Linked DNA regions of Mus musculus: all the other regions are linked to region 1. A link is a contact called in public HiChIP or PLAC-seq and promoter capture Hi-C data. All regions are on one chromosome and are shown on one strand. Each heading gives the region's core, a stretch centred on a gene start, on an enhancer-like site or on the middle of the called end of the contact. The rest is flanking DNA. Distances are from core to core; before and after follow the strand shown. Region 1 holds the start of Lpin2 (lipin 2). Region 2 holds the start of Trmt61b (tRNA methyltransferase 61B). Region 3 overlaps Dlgap1 (DLG associated protein 1). Region 4 holds the start of Spdya (speedy/RINGO cell cycle regulator family, member A).

What was found. Promoter capture Hi-C pulls out the DNA fragments that hold promoters and counts their contacts. HiChIP or PLAC-seq counts read pairs in DNA pulled down with a chosen protein or histone mark.
Region 2: a BATF HiChIP or PLAC-seq map of CD8 T cells shows a contact between it and region 1, with 5 read pairs. The contact joins the promoter of Trmt61b here to the promoter of Lpin2 in region 1. A contact is called at or near these places in 2 of 39 promoter capture datasets (hematopoietic stem and progenitor cells and pre-B cells) and 2 of 115 datasets of contacts at active chromatin or transcription factors (CD8 T cells and effector CD8 T cells).
Region 3: an HNF4G HiChIP or PLAC-seq map of pancreatic cancer cells shows a contact between it and region 1. The contact joins the enhancer-like site here to the promoter of Lpin2 in region 1. A contact is called at or near these places in 2 of 39 promoter capture datasets (the 3T3-L1 cell line and pre-B cells) and 4 of 115 datasets of contacts at active chromatin or transcription factors (the SCID.adh cell line, bone marrow-derived macrophages, neural tube and 1 more).
Region 4: a promoter capture Hi-C map of the HPC-7 cell line shows a contact between it and region 1. The contact joins the promoter of Spdya here to the promoter of Lpin2 in region 1. A contact is called at or near these places in 10 of 39 promoter capture datasets (the HPC-7 cell line, cranial neural crest, embryonic stem cells and 7 more) and 1 of 115 datasets of contacts at active chromatin or transcription factors (memory CD8 T cells).

The regions. Positions count from the first base shown.
Region 1 is chr17:71,181,874-71,185,268 of GRCm38.p6, forward strand. Lpin2 (lipin 2) reads left to right here and starts at 1,659. Exons shown (of 20, transcript NM_001357791.1): 1 at 1,659-1,871.
Region 2 is chr17:71,597,196-71,600,590 of GRCm38.p6, forward strand. Trmt61b (tRNA methyltransferase 61B) reads right to left here and starts at 1,566. Exons shown (of 6, transcript NR_027952.1): 1 at 741-1,566. It overlaps n-TCgca52 (a tRNA gene), which reads left to right and starts at 2,076; the gene lies at 2,076-2,147.
Region 3 is chr17:70,795,623-70,799,017 of GRCm38.p6, forward strand. All of the region lies in intron 9 of Dlgap1 (DLG associated protein 1), which reads left to right. All of the region lies in intron 3 of Gm41609 (predicted gene, 41609), which reads right to left. Among named protein-coding and RNA genes, the nearest start is that of Gm41609, 8.7 kb to the right of the region's middle. Within about 2 kb of position 1,504, at least 42 of the 459 cell types and tissues checked have an H3K27ac peak or open chromatin away from gene starts, as enhancers often do. A contact at or near this core is called in bone marrow-derived macrophages, pancreatic cancer cells and pre-B cells, where this site is marked.
Region 4 is chr17:71,550,366-71,553,760 of GRCm38.p6, forward strand. Spdya (speedy/RINGO cell cycle regulator family, member A) reads left to right here and starts at 1,696. Exons shown (of 7, transcript NM_029254.1): 1 at 1,696-1,776.

The sequences.
Region 1 (3,395 bases), core at 409-2,908:
GCGAGAGCAAGGAATGCATGAGATGGGTTGGAGGAAGGAAAAGGAAGGTGAAATGCTGTAATTATATCCTAATTTCAAAAATAAGAATTATTAAAAATAAAAACAAAAACAAACAAACAAACAAAAGAATATGCCGTTCCATGGCTTGTAAGGAGAGGCTGCAGTGCACGGTGGGGAAACCCCGAAAGGACACAGAAAGATATTCTTAAACAAAACATCAAGACAGCTTGCAACTCTAGAGTCAAAACATCTCGGGCCAAACTACATTAGGGGCAACAAGGTCTTCTCTCTTTGAAATGAAAGATACATCTAGACTAGCAGACCGATGATTGGTGGGGGAAGGTTCTTGGCCATGAAACTGGAAGGTGGTAGGGTCAGAAGGTGAGGAAAGACTCTGGGCAGTGAAGCAGATGGGAGTTGGGTGTGCCCCAACTTTACAGGTATCAGCTGGGGGAAGTCGAGGAACAGTCAACAAATATTTAATTAGTTCCTCTTCTGCCTCAGTAGTAGCATGAAGCAGGCAGCCACTAGAGAATGAGGAAAATACTATAAACATGAACCAATCCTTCTGAGTAAGGTGTCAAAGCCCAGAGGGGGCGGTGACAGAGGAAGGGCGGGTTGTCTGCTGCTTTCTGCATGATGAGAGGAAGGAAGCGTGAGAATATTTCCCTCCCAAGGTAGGAGGTAATGAAACTATCCCGAGAGAAACAGGAAAAGTCAAGAATGAGAAGCTAGAGAACAAACAGTAACAGCGTGTTCTACAGTCTGGGCTGCAAGCTACATTGGGCTCCCAATGGGAATGAAGGTGTAGCTGTTCCCAGTGCATTGACTTGGGGATTGAGGACTGGGTTCTCTGGGTTTAATTGCACTTCCCCACAGCGGAGGAGTAGTATTTCTCGAGCATTTACGGGAAACTTTCAACCTTGAAAACATTTCTTTCACTGGTAGATCAGATGAAGAGCCACGCTGAAGTGAAAAATCCCAGTAGGTTTGGGTGTCTCTGTGGACCTTGGTAACTACTGAGGCAATCTGGTTGAATTCCACACGGCGGTACTTAGGCAGGGAAACGAAAGGTTTCCCGGGTCCCAGCACAGACTATGCTCACCGCGCTTCATTGTTGCAAAGAAACTGCTGTGCCCAGGCCCATACCGGAGAGAGTTTGTATAAATGCATGGCTCAGCGGCCGGAAGACTGTGTCACACTGTTCATGCTCGCGGTGAGCACGAAGAAATTAACAAGCATTTAGAAGTGATGCCATGGCCTTCCATCGAAAGAACCAGCTGCAGATATACAAGACGAAAAACAGCCGCCGTCACTAACACTCGCAGCTGCAGCCGTTAAAGTGCACTTTTTAAGTAGGCGGTGTTATCACCGAGCTCCAAGGGTAAATAAGGAAAGATACGGGTTCTGCAGTGATCCCATGATGGTGCACTCGCGTTACGCGGGGACACCATTATGCAGCAGACCGTTTGCACTCTTTTTTGGTAGCTGGACTCTGAAGCCCGACGCAGCGCCGCAAGGTTGCCATGGGGACCGGAGGAAACTTTTTTTTAAAGCGCCCTTCTGAGGCCGGCGCCGGCGTCGAGCTGCTCTCTCCCCGGAGGGGCCCAGGGCTCCAGGCGCGCGGCCGGCGGGGGCGGAGCTCGCGTCACGTGGCCGGGCCGGGGCGGGGCGTGCGCGCAGTCTACCGCCAGCTCGGCCGCCGCCGCCGCTGCTGCCGCCGCCGCGTCCCATTCATGAGGCCCGGCGGGCTCCGCTGTAGCCCGCGGCTTCGGAGGCGGCGGCCCCGCCCCCTGCTCCCCCGCTTCTTGGGGCATCCCTGCGGGGCTGCACAACAGTCCGCCGAGTGAGAGCCGCGCGCGGTGCCGCAGGTAAGCGGGCCGGAGACAGCGCCGGGGCTTCCCGGGGGGCCGCGTCCCCGCTCGCGGCCTCGCCTCGCGTGGGCCACGTAGCCGCGGCCGCGCCGCCTGAGGACGCGCGGGCGTCTGCGGAGACCCTCACGTCGGCAGCGGTCCTCCGAGCCGCGGGCGGCGCGCCCGGGGACCGCAGCCCCGGGCCTGGGGGAGGGGAGCGGACGCCGGCGCGCGGTCGCGGTCATCCCCCGGCCGGGACTGGCGAGGTGCAGTTATTCCCTCAGGCCGTTGGCTTGCCCGCCGCCGCCGTCGCCGTCGCCGCCGCCTCCTGCAGGCCGCGGACCTGGTTTAGATGTGAGTAGCCTGTTGCCGGCGACCCCCGGGGCCCTGGAAGGTTCTGTCGGCTGTGGGAACCGGAGCTCTGAGGCCCAGTTTTGAGCGCCGCGGATCCACCCCAGCCTAAGAAAATTATTTTCATTCAAATTTAGGATGGCGTTTCGGAGCCATAATTATGCAGAACAAGACTAGGAAGATCGCCCTCGCTTTCAGAAAGTACTGGAACGCAGGATACTTGGAGAGGCACTGAGGGATTACTGAACAAGCGGCCACACACTTATTTTAATGCATCTTTGAGACTTAAAAAAAAATTAAAAATGGAAACTGAGGCTCTTGCATGGCGCTGAAGCTCATTTGCCCAGCAGTAGGGATGCTGGTTAAGTTGGTACCGAACCTCGCCTCACTAATTTAAAACGTTATGATAACACAAGTTGAATTTTGAAATCTATTTTGGGATCATTTGCCGGTTAGTGTCTGTGTTGATCCGACATTGATTGCTTTCACTGGCTTAAAACTACGAATCGTGGCAGGTATTGCTAGACTGGGTTAGCAACCCAGCCAGCCACCAAGTGTGGGAGGAAACAGGTGTTTTAGCCCTCGTTGGGCTGCCCTGCCCGGTGTGCCCTCTCACATTGCCCGTGGGTAGCCTCCTACGGGCTTCCTCCTAGTTAAATGTGTTCTTGATTGTGGTTTATCGGCCCCAGCGATCTTCAAGTTCGAGGTAGTAGCAGAATAGCTGTAGCATGCTAGAAATGAAATGGCTGGGTCTACTTTCGCGTTTGTGGCAAAATTGAGATTCGGCAGAGCAGCTGTATGCTTAAGAGGCTCTGGAAATGGGAGCATTTGAAAACCCTTGAACGCCAAGTGCAGTTAAGCAGATAAAGGGATAAAGGTCGGAGCTTTGTTTCTTGAATGGCTGTATGCTTGTTCTCCTTGCTTAGCCTTGTGCGTTTTGGTTTACTGACTGGACTATCCCCTGCACTGGGCACAGGATCCCCGCAGGCAAGACTCCAATAGCTGTTTATTACTAAGCACAGAGGCTGGCTTTTAGAAGAGCTTTGGTTGGGGCTTCTTGAGTGAAGAGAAGAAGCTGCAAGCAGTTTGTCCTTGTAGGTCACTGGGAGCCAGTGGAATGAAATGAAATCATCAAATTTTCTTGTATGGTATGCCTTGGATGGGATAATCTTGGTGCTATCACGGGTCAGA
Region 2 (3,395 bases), core at 316-2,815, 420 kb after region 1:
TGGGTTTGGGACTCCAGGGCTGTGACTTTAGGAAGGAGTCATCCATGGTTGGATGGGGCTTTTCCAGACTCCTTGGCATGTCTACACAGCAGTACTGAACTCAATAATCACACTGGCTTTAACCCCAATAACCAAACAAACTGGACTTGGATGGAATGGTCTGTTGGTGTCCTAACTGAGGTGAATAGCCATTTATGTGCCGCTCCCTGAGGAAAGGAATGCAGGGCTTTTGGTGCAGTCTAGGCAAGCCTTCTACTACTAAGTTACATCCCTAACCCTAATACAAATATGTATGCGATAATGGATTTCCAGTAACATTCCTTATTAAGTATCATTATTAAAATACTGCCACAGGGCCTGCGAGATGGCTCAGCCAGTAGACACGAAGGCAAGCCTGGTAACCCGAATTTATTCCAGGATCCCAGGTGGCAGAAGAGACTCTGGGAGAGTTACCCTCTGACCTCCACACTGTTTGCAAGTTCTCATTCAGGGCCCACTCCCCAAATATTAAAAACAAAAAAATATGGTATTATTACAATGGTACTACAAAATGTACCCCCAAACAGTTCAACATCCTAAGATCAATACCCATACGCTTCAGAGCTGTGGGGAACAAACAGGTACGTCTCTGTTTAGCGAGTCCATACCATTCTGCTAGTAAACTGGCATAATCTTCATTTTAGATAAGGGAGTGGCAAATATCAAATGTAAATTCTGTTTCCTTCTAAAATTATCAGTACCTGAACATGTTTAAAAATCCAACATGCTGAAAAACTCCAAAGGTCGGTGATGAGAACATTCATCGGACTGTGGTAGTGCGCCGTCCGTCCTCGCCCTTCCTGGAACCCACACACACCTAATTCCCATGACAATACTTTTGGGATAGGTTCCGGCGTTCCCTCTTCCATCAATATACAGAGTCCTCCAAAGGTGGCCTCCGCAGAGAACTCTTACCGGGAAAACATGTCAGGATCTGGCCAGGATACTTGTCCTCGATCTCCCTGAACGCAATCGCTCCCCAGTTACTATTAAAGTGTCCGACGTTGCAGAGTAGGACTAATTTCTTTAATTGTGATTCTCTCTTTCCCGCCAGAGCTTTAATAAGCATCCCCGACTGAAAAGAGTCCTCTGGAAAGGGACCAGGAGGAGGCAGCGCGAAGCTCTCCGGGCTCGGTAGCCACTCGTGTCCAGCACGCGATCCTCGGAGTCATATCCTGTAGGGTCTCAGTGGCCCTGCTCTCCGCTCTGGTCCTCCGGATCTCGAGGGGGTAACTCCTCCCTCGAAGTTCCCAGCCCGAGCCTTTCCACATACTAGAGACAACCGGGTCCCGACGATCCGGACGCGGGCAGCACGGGAAGGGAACGACCGGTGCACGCGCTCTCCAACTCGCGTGTCCCCAGGCAAGGACCCGCAACCCCGGGAAATGAGCTCGCTCACGAGGCACCGACCCAAAGTCAAGCAGGAATGAATCGGCTCTGAGCTCTGATCGCCTCTCGGGCGCCTCAACCTCACAAGGAAGAACCACGTCGTCCTTAGAGAGCCTGACGTCCGGAGCAGGTGCTGTCGCACACGTGTGACGTAGCCACCGCCGTGCCCTTTGCCCGGTTTTGGGGTAGTGCAGGCTGTGGGCTCCCCCGCGTCGCCGACAGAGTGCGTCACCGCCTTGGCGTCCAGCACATGCGGTGGCCCGAGCTTAGGGCTCGTTGGCCTCCGGGCTAAAATCCTGGCTTTCCGCGAGTGGCAAAAGCACAGAGTTTACTTACTGCTCACCAATCTCCGCTAGCCGCCCAGGGACAGGAAGACCCGGGAAGACTAGACGTGGAACCTGGACAGTCTTAACCAGGTTTAAGTCACTAGTGGTGGTGGACAGGACCGTCACCCATCATCCCCAAGAGTCCAAAGTCATCTAGCCCAGAAAAATCGTTGGTCAGGCGTCATAGGACGCACTGCTTGCTGACCCGCACACCTTGCTCATAACTGGGAGGTCTATTTCGAATGGCTAGGGACTCTCTGGTCAGCCTCAGCCCGAGGTCTAGAGTGTTCACAAAGGTAGAGTAAGGTGGCAGTAGCCACCGGGGGTATAGCTCAGTGGTAGAGCATTTGACTGCAGATCAAGAGGTCCCTGGTTCAAATCCAGGTGCCCCCTTCCTATAATTTTGGTGGCACATTCCAGCACTTGGGAGGCAGAACCAACCTAATTTACATAGTGGGTTACAGGATAGCCAGAGACTATCCGATGGCTAAGCTACAAAATAAACAGGAAAAAAAAAAAAAAAAAAATCAACACAACTGTTTTAACCACCCCGCCTACCCAAATAAACACTTCTTTTCCTGTGCGCCACCACTGCCCAGCAATAAACACTTCCTAAAATTGAAGTTAGCCGGGTGTGGTGGCGCATGCCTTTAATCCCAGCACTCGGGAGGCAGAGGCAGGCGAATTTCTGAATTCGAAGCCAGCCTGGTCTACAGAGTGAGCTTCAGGTAGCCAGGGCTACACAGAGAAACCCTGTCTCAAAAAACAAATAAAATTTGTACAACAGCACATCTGTCTCAAAAAACCAAAAACAAACAAACAAAAAAACTGAAGTTACCTTTTGCACTCAAAGTTAAATATCATTAGCCTGCCTATAAGTTTATTGAGAATCAGACAGTACCATGCACATATATTGAAAATTTGCAATTCAGTTAGAAATCAGTATTTATGACCTACTATACAAAGAAGATTAAACGACGTCAGCAAGTCCCCTGACAAGGTAGCTGAGAAATGGGATGGTGGGATTTCTAACTAGGTTGACCACGTTCAGCAGCTCTTGTTGATGGTACCATACACCTTTCTAAAGACTAAGGAATGGTGGGGTGATAGCTGGGTGTGTAAAAAGTGCTTGCTTTGCAAGAACTGGGATCTGAGTTTGATTTCCAGAACTCATGTTTAAAAGGGGGACAGCAAGATGGCTCAGCAGATAAAGGTACGTGCCAAAGAGATTGATGACTAGATATCTATGGTAGGATTCCAGTGGAAAAGCAGACTTTCCTCTGATACCCACACATATTTTGTTGCATTCATTTCCCTCCCTCCACTATTTCTTTTAAGTCAGGGCATGATGGCGCATATTTACATACACAACTCTGATCCCAGGGAAGCAGAAACAGGCAGATCTCCCAGCACAGCCTCCATTTCAGGAGACTTTCTATTTTCCATTACTAACACTGTGGCGGGATTGTTTGGCCACAGTGTCTGTCTCCTAGGCTTCATTATGCTTTGGGGTTCGGAGAATAGATCTCTCTTATCCCAGATTGTATCCCTGAAATCCTAGCATGAGCCCTGAAGGAACGGATAAAGGAAAGACGCAAAACAAAGCCATAGTACTTTTTCCCTTGCTGGCAAAGTACATTT
Region 3 (3,395 bases), core at 254-2,753, 390 kb before region 1:
TGCTGAGATTAAAGGTACTAGCCACCATACCTGGCTAGCTGAGCATCTTCTAACTCAGTTCAATTTTGACAGTATCTGGAGGTAGCATCAAATTCTCTAGGATGAAGGTCAGTTCACAAGATCTTTGCCCCCAAACACTCTTCTTTGCCCCCCAACACACACACACAAATGCACACACACACACACACACACACACACACACACACGCATACACACTATAGATGACAATCTCATAACCCTAATTATTTTTTAAAATAGTTAGGCTGGGTCTGGAGAGATGACTCAGCAGATAAGTACCTCTCTTGTACCATACCCAAAATTTAATTCCTAACATCCATTTTAAACAGCTCACAACCTTCTCCGCCCAGGATCAAACACCTCTGACCTCTGAGGGGACCTGCATAGGTATACACAGACCTCTGCACAAACACAAATACATACACATAAGTGCACACTATAAGGAAAGAGATATAGCATACAGCCCCTGTACCCCTTCTTCGGGTTCAATTAACGTGCTTTAAGGACTCACAGGACTCAGGGAGATACAGTTACTAATTCATTATACGAAGGGCACTAGAGACGGCCCAGTAAAACCTGTGGAGGAGGCTGTCAGCCAGTTCTCGCCTCTCATGCAAAATAACCAGAGTTCAAAGTTGAGAACTCATGGAAAATGTCAGGCATTATGGTGCGTTGTAGTCCTTGGGCTAGTAGGGTGGAAATGCCGAGCTTGCTGGCTAGCCATCTAGCCTTAAATGGCTCAGCTCTGACCAACGAAGACCCTGAGTCAGAAAACAAGATGGATAGCTCTTCTAAGATGACCCCACACACACGGGGGTGACCTCTGGACTCCACACACAGGCACACACACATACACATCTTTTGTTTTTGGTGTTTTTTTGGTTTTTTCAACACGAGGTTTTTCTGTATAGCCTTGGCCATCCTGGAACTTGCTCTGTAGACCAGGCTAGCCTCAAACTCACTCTGCCTGCCTCTGCCTCCTAAGTTCTAGGGTTAAAAGCCTGGGCCACTACCACCCCTTGGACAGAGAATTTCTTTATGGACAACTCTTGAGAAGGAAGAAAATTTGAGTTTCTAGGACTTTTCTTGGGGAAGAAAAAGTCAGTTTCTGCAGACTGCCTTACGAAGAGGAGTTATTAGCTCTAAGTCATAATTTTGTATATATGCATACATATCAACATACCCAACATCTATAGGCACATATACATACATACAATACATATACACACATATATGTCACAAAAATCACAGTTTAGTCCAGTTCTTTTCCTCTTTGGGGGTTTTTGTTTTCAATTTTACACTTACTTAGTGAGGTGGGGGAGATCATGTGCCCCAGCATGGGTAGTTGTCAGAGGAGAACTGTCTTGAGTTGAGTCTCTCCATCCACCATGTCAGTTCTGGGGATCAGCTTCAGGTGGTCAGGCTGGGTGGTAAGCAGCTAACCACCCGAGCCATCCATCACACCAGCCCTGGTTGCCTGTATTGCTTAGACAAGGTCTCGCTCTGTAGGCCAAACTGGCTTGGGACCCAGGGCAATCCTTTCCCCTACTTCCTTCCCTGTGCTAGAATTACCAATTTCAAGGTGAGCCGCCATTCCTAGCTAGCTTCATTCTGCTTTCTCTCCTTTTTTTTTTTTTTAAAGATTTATTTATTATATGTAAGTAAGTACACTGTAGCTGTCTTCAGACACTCCAGAAGAGGGAGTCAGATCTTGTTATGGATGGTCGTGAGCCACCATGTGGTTGCTGGGAATTGAACTCAGGACCTTTGGAAGAGCAGTCAATGCTCTTACCCGCTGAGCCATCTCTCCAGCCCTCATTCTGCTTTCAAAGACAGCAGCTTTATTTGTGTAGGTGACACATGATGTAAACAGTGTGGTGACTGATATCTGCTGATCGGAAGTCAAACCACATTTAAAAATAAAACCCAGGCGGGGAAATGATGAAAGCTAAACAAACTTTTACAGCCCTTCAGAGACTATGTTTGCCAGGCTGCTCTCTGATTCTTGGACTCCAGGGACCTGCCTGACTCAGTCCAGAGTGACTGGGATCATATGCATGCACACCACATGCATCCTAAACTCACTTTAAAAAAAAAAATAAACTGGGCTGGGGCTGTCGCTCAGCTGGTGGGTGCTTCCCTAGCAAGCATTCAGGACTGAGCTAGTGCTCCAGCACCAAATATATCAGGCTCGGTGCCACTAGCCTTCATGCATTAGAAGCCACAAAGTTTTGACTTCTTAAAAAGGAAAGCAGGGGCTGGAGAGATGGCTCAGCTGCTGAGCACTGGCTGCTCTTCCAAAGGAGACAATTTTGTTTCCCCACACCCACATTAACTGACAGCCATCCATAACTCCAGGTCAGCACTCTTTCCTCCCCTCTGTAGGCAATGGGCATGCACATGGTATACAGACATACTCGTCGGCCAACATCCATATACATCAAAATAAGATAACTTTTAAAAAAATGGCAGGCACAAATGCAAGAATATGCCTCTTGCCTGGCATATTCAAGGCTGTGGCTTCAATCCCCAGCACCACCACAAATACCAATAACAGTAAATAAACAAGAGAGACATACTTCTTTTACTACAGCTCCAGCCAGTAAGAGAACAGACTCGACAGTATGACAGAGACATGCCATTGATGGCACGTCTATGTGTATATGAGACGTGGCCTCTGCACCACAGATTGGAGAAACAGCCACAAAAATGCATTCTTCAATGCACAGATAATCTCAACTTGAAATTATACAGAGCTGTACTGGTGATAAACCCACATGGCTTTAAAGTAGGAAGATGGACCCCCCTACTCCTCCCAGCTTCTCTCCTTCTTCACCCCAAAAGTCTATAGAAGGGAACATGCCACAGACCACCCCAGCTGGGTATTGGGGGTCCCTGGGATGTGGGTTCTCGAGGCCAGGTGGGTAAGGATTCAGCTGAGACACACAGAAACAAACACAGAGGCAGTGTGAATCTGAGTGTTTTGCAGCTCTCGAGCAAGGGTTTTTACTCCTAGAGAAACAAGTGTTACAACTCTGGAAAGCTGTGTTCAGTGAAGCAGTACAATAGAAGGGACATTGCAATAATCATTTGGTACAGCAAGATACAAAATACAAAATCATTCAAATATTACAACTTCAAAAAGGGTGTTTTCAATAAAGCAGCCAGGTACAACAGACATTACTCTGATCATTTGGTACATCGCAATATAAAAATCACCTAAGGCTAGTGGCAAATTCCCAAGAATAAACTAATGAATATTTATGGTCAGTTACTGTTTAACTGCCAGCTCCTGTTTTCCTGTAAATCTTCAAAGCATAAATTTAAACTGTTTTAATTCTTTTTATTTAAGGCTTTCTTAATATATCAAAACCTAC
Region 4 (3,395 bases), core at 446-2,945, 370 kb after region 1:
TTCCTGCCTCAGCTAACAGGTGATGCTTCCACACAGTACATAAGAGATTCTCTCTACAAGTTGTCACATCCTTGGAAGTGCTAAAGCACTGTGTGCACAGTTCCCAGTTTACCAATATCTTGCTTCATCCTCAATACATGCTTGTGAAGATACAGCTAAGATGAGGGAGCAGGTCCTCGGGATAACTGGGGTGGCTGGAGACTAAGAACTGAATTCTAGCCCAGCGTGGTGGCGTACACCTTTAATCCCAGCACTCGGGAGGCAGAGGCAGGCAGATTTCTGAGTTCGAGGCCAGCCTGGTCTACAAAGTGAGTTCCAGGACAGCCAGGGCTATTCAGAGTAACCCTGTCTCAAAAAACAAACAAACAAACAAACAAAGAACTGAATTCTATTTGGGTTCCTTACTTAAGGTACTTTCTGTTGTGCCATTTGCTAATGGACCTGAGATGTTTACTCATTTTCATTTTTAAAAATTGAATGCTTATGAGTGTCTTGTTTGCATGTATGCATGTGTGCTACATGTGTGCCTTATGTCAGCAAAGGCCAGAAGATGATGTTGGATACCCTAGAACTGTAGTTACAGGTGGTTGTGAGCTGCCACATGTGTGCTAGGAATTTGAGCAGCAAGTACTTTTAACCATAGAGCTGTCTCTCTATCCCTGAACCTGAGATCTTAACAACAGTCGAATTAGCTCCTACTCAAAGGGCTCATTGTATGTATGTTTAGAATATTTTTTACATTATTATGGAAACATACCTTTTCAGTGTACTTCAGCATCACGTAGCATCAGTTTCCTTAAGTTCCTGACTCAGTGTTTCTTGTTAGAGATTTTATAGGTGAATTGATAGCCTGAGAGAGGTTGAAGATCTAATGGGCTGGTAACACTTTTGTCTAAGCCATTAACATTACCATGACCTTGGTTTTATCTACTCAGTCACATTTTAAGGAAGTTCTACAAAACACTGAGTACAGGTAGCTAAAAGGGGGAAGATTCCACAACCCAACTCATGTTGTCTGTTAATCTCTGGATGTATGGACCAACCCAAAATTCCACAGAGAGTCTTAATTACCAGTTCAGTTACTAGTCTACTTGAGTTTGATAACAAGTCAGAACTGTATGGTGCTCTCATACTATATATATAAAGCAGATTCTGAATTGGAGGGGTGGGACTGGCAAGCGTTGATTATGCACCAGCTATATCCCAGGAGTCTCAGGAAGGCACGGGCATGACAAAAGGAGCATTTAGGGCTGTGAATGGAAGAACGTTGCCCTTTGCTCACTAAAGGCCACTTTATTTCACACCTTTTGAGCTAGCATGCGTGGGCTCTTTCTCCTCTTACACACTTGTGCACAAGGGAAGAAGCACCCAGGTCCAAGGCGCGAGCAGAGAGGCAGGGAGGGGGAACGGCAAGCAGCCCTGGTCCTTCAGGGCAGCCCAGTCCCCTCGTCCTGTCCGGGGCTCCTCAACCGCTCCGCACAGCCAGCGTTCGAGGGAAAGCGCGACCGCATCAAGATACAGAGAGCTGGAGCGGAATAACGGCAGAAGGCGGAGGCGACCCGGTCAGCGAGGGGCGGGGCGGGGCGATAGCGCAGGCCCCGCCCTCGGCGGTTCCCGTGCTCTGATTGGCTCCCGCGGCCGCGCGCTCCCGGCCCTCCGCTTGAGGTTCTTAGGCGGGTTTTGCGGCCTGCGGCTAGCGACCCAGCACGCAACCGCCTGAGGTAGATCGCTGAGGCGGAGGCTGTGGGGCCGCTCGCTCTTCGCCGGCCTGCGCAGGTACCTTCACCTGCCCGCCCGCCCGCCGGGGCCTGATGGCGGGGTTCTGGGTGTCGCCTGTGCCCTCCCTCTCGCTCCCACAGTCCTGCGTGAGGAGGCGGGGACGCCTCAGCCCCACATCCCCGCGGCCTCGAGCAGCCCCGCCGGCCCCAAGGGCCGGGCATCCCGGAGGCGGGGACGGGAACTGGCGGTGCGGGGCGAGAGGAGGGAGACCGGGCAGTGCGGCTCCGGCGGGTGGCGCGGGGTTGGTGCGCGGTGGGGAGCGAGGCTCGGCCTCTTCACGGGGCTGAGGGATGAGTCCTGCCGCTGTGTCCCGTGTCCCACGCCCCCGGCCCGAGTCCTCCCGGGCTGGAGTTCTGAGCTGTCGCGTCTCATCGCGACACCTTTAGCCACTTTCTCCAAAAGTACGAAAGTTTTCCTGCCTACCTGCCCCCTGTCGTCAGCGATTGACTGTCAGATGCTCACACGGAGAAACTATTTCTAATATATATATATGTGTGTGTGTGTGTGTGTGTGTGTGTGTGTATGTATACGTGTGTATACACACACACACATATGTAATATATATAGTAACCACTAGCCATACACATACATATGATCCTGTCGCCAGAGTTTCTTCAGATGCTTACAGAATTCAGCTGTATGTACCAGACAAACAGAACCCCAGACCTCACACACCCGGACATCGTCTTTATGAATTTTGCTGTGATTTTTTTTTTCCCAATGTTGGGTCGAATGCATGCCACTGAGTTGAAGGATCTTTAACTTTTATGTTGTGAGACTTTTCCTTCAGAGGTCCAAATCGATCAATATCTGCTCACCCTAGACAGGGCATTCGTGACAGAGCAAAGTAGGGATTCCACCCAAGTCCGCTTTGGTGAAGCCCGGGTTTACAAGGGTATCTGTGGGAGAGGGCTTACTGACAGATAGAGCCTGTGTGGCTCAAGCTGCGTCCCTGAAAAGTCCACCCAGCTCAGGGGAAGCCCTGGGAAAGCTGCCGTCCTTACTGCTTTAGAACCTTGGACAGGGGCCTGTCGACTCTTGGGAGTTGTTTATTTTTCTGAGTCTTGTTTCGTTACTTCGTCTTAAGCAGCTTCCCTTTAGGACAGAATGTGTCTTGTTTGGAGACAATCAGCGAGCTTCTCTTATTTCCCCGTTCACTCTTTCTCTTGAGAAATGCCTCATCGTTTTTTCACTTGTTCTTTATTTCTTCCCTCTTGCATTAGAACTCTTACTCATTGATGCATCTAAACAAAGAGCTAAATTTAAAAAAAATACAGCAAAGTAGAATTTGACACAGGCTGCAGTTTTTCTTCGTAAGCTCTTAACTGCACAAACTTTGATTCAGTCTTTATGAACTTTAGTGAATCTCTATTTGGGAATTTCAGCCATTTCCTTTCCCTGTTTTCTCAAGTCTTAGATGAAATAATCTGATACATGAAGTTTGCATTTTCTTATTTTGTTTCAATATAAAAACATTGTTTAAAAGTCACTTACCATTGAGTAAAACTTAGCTCCTGGACAATGTAGCACAGTGTTCTGCATTCTGATATATCTGTCTTACCTCTGAATCTAGCCCTGCCCTGGTCCTTTTTGAGAAACTTAATGACTGTTTGGTT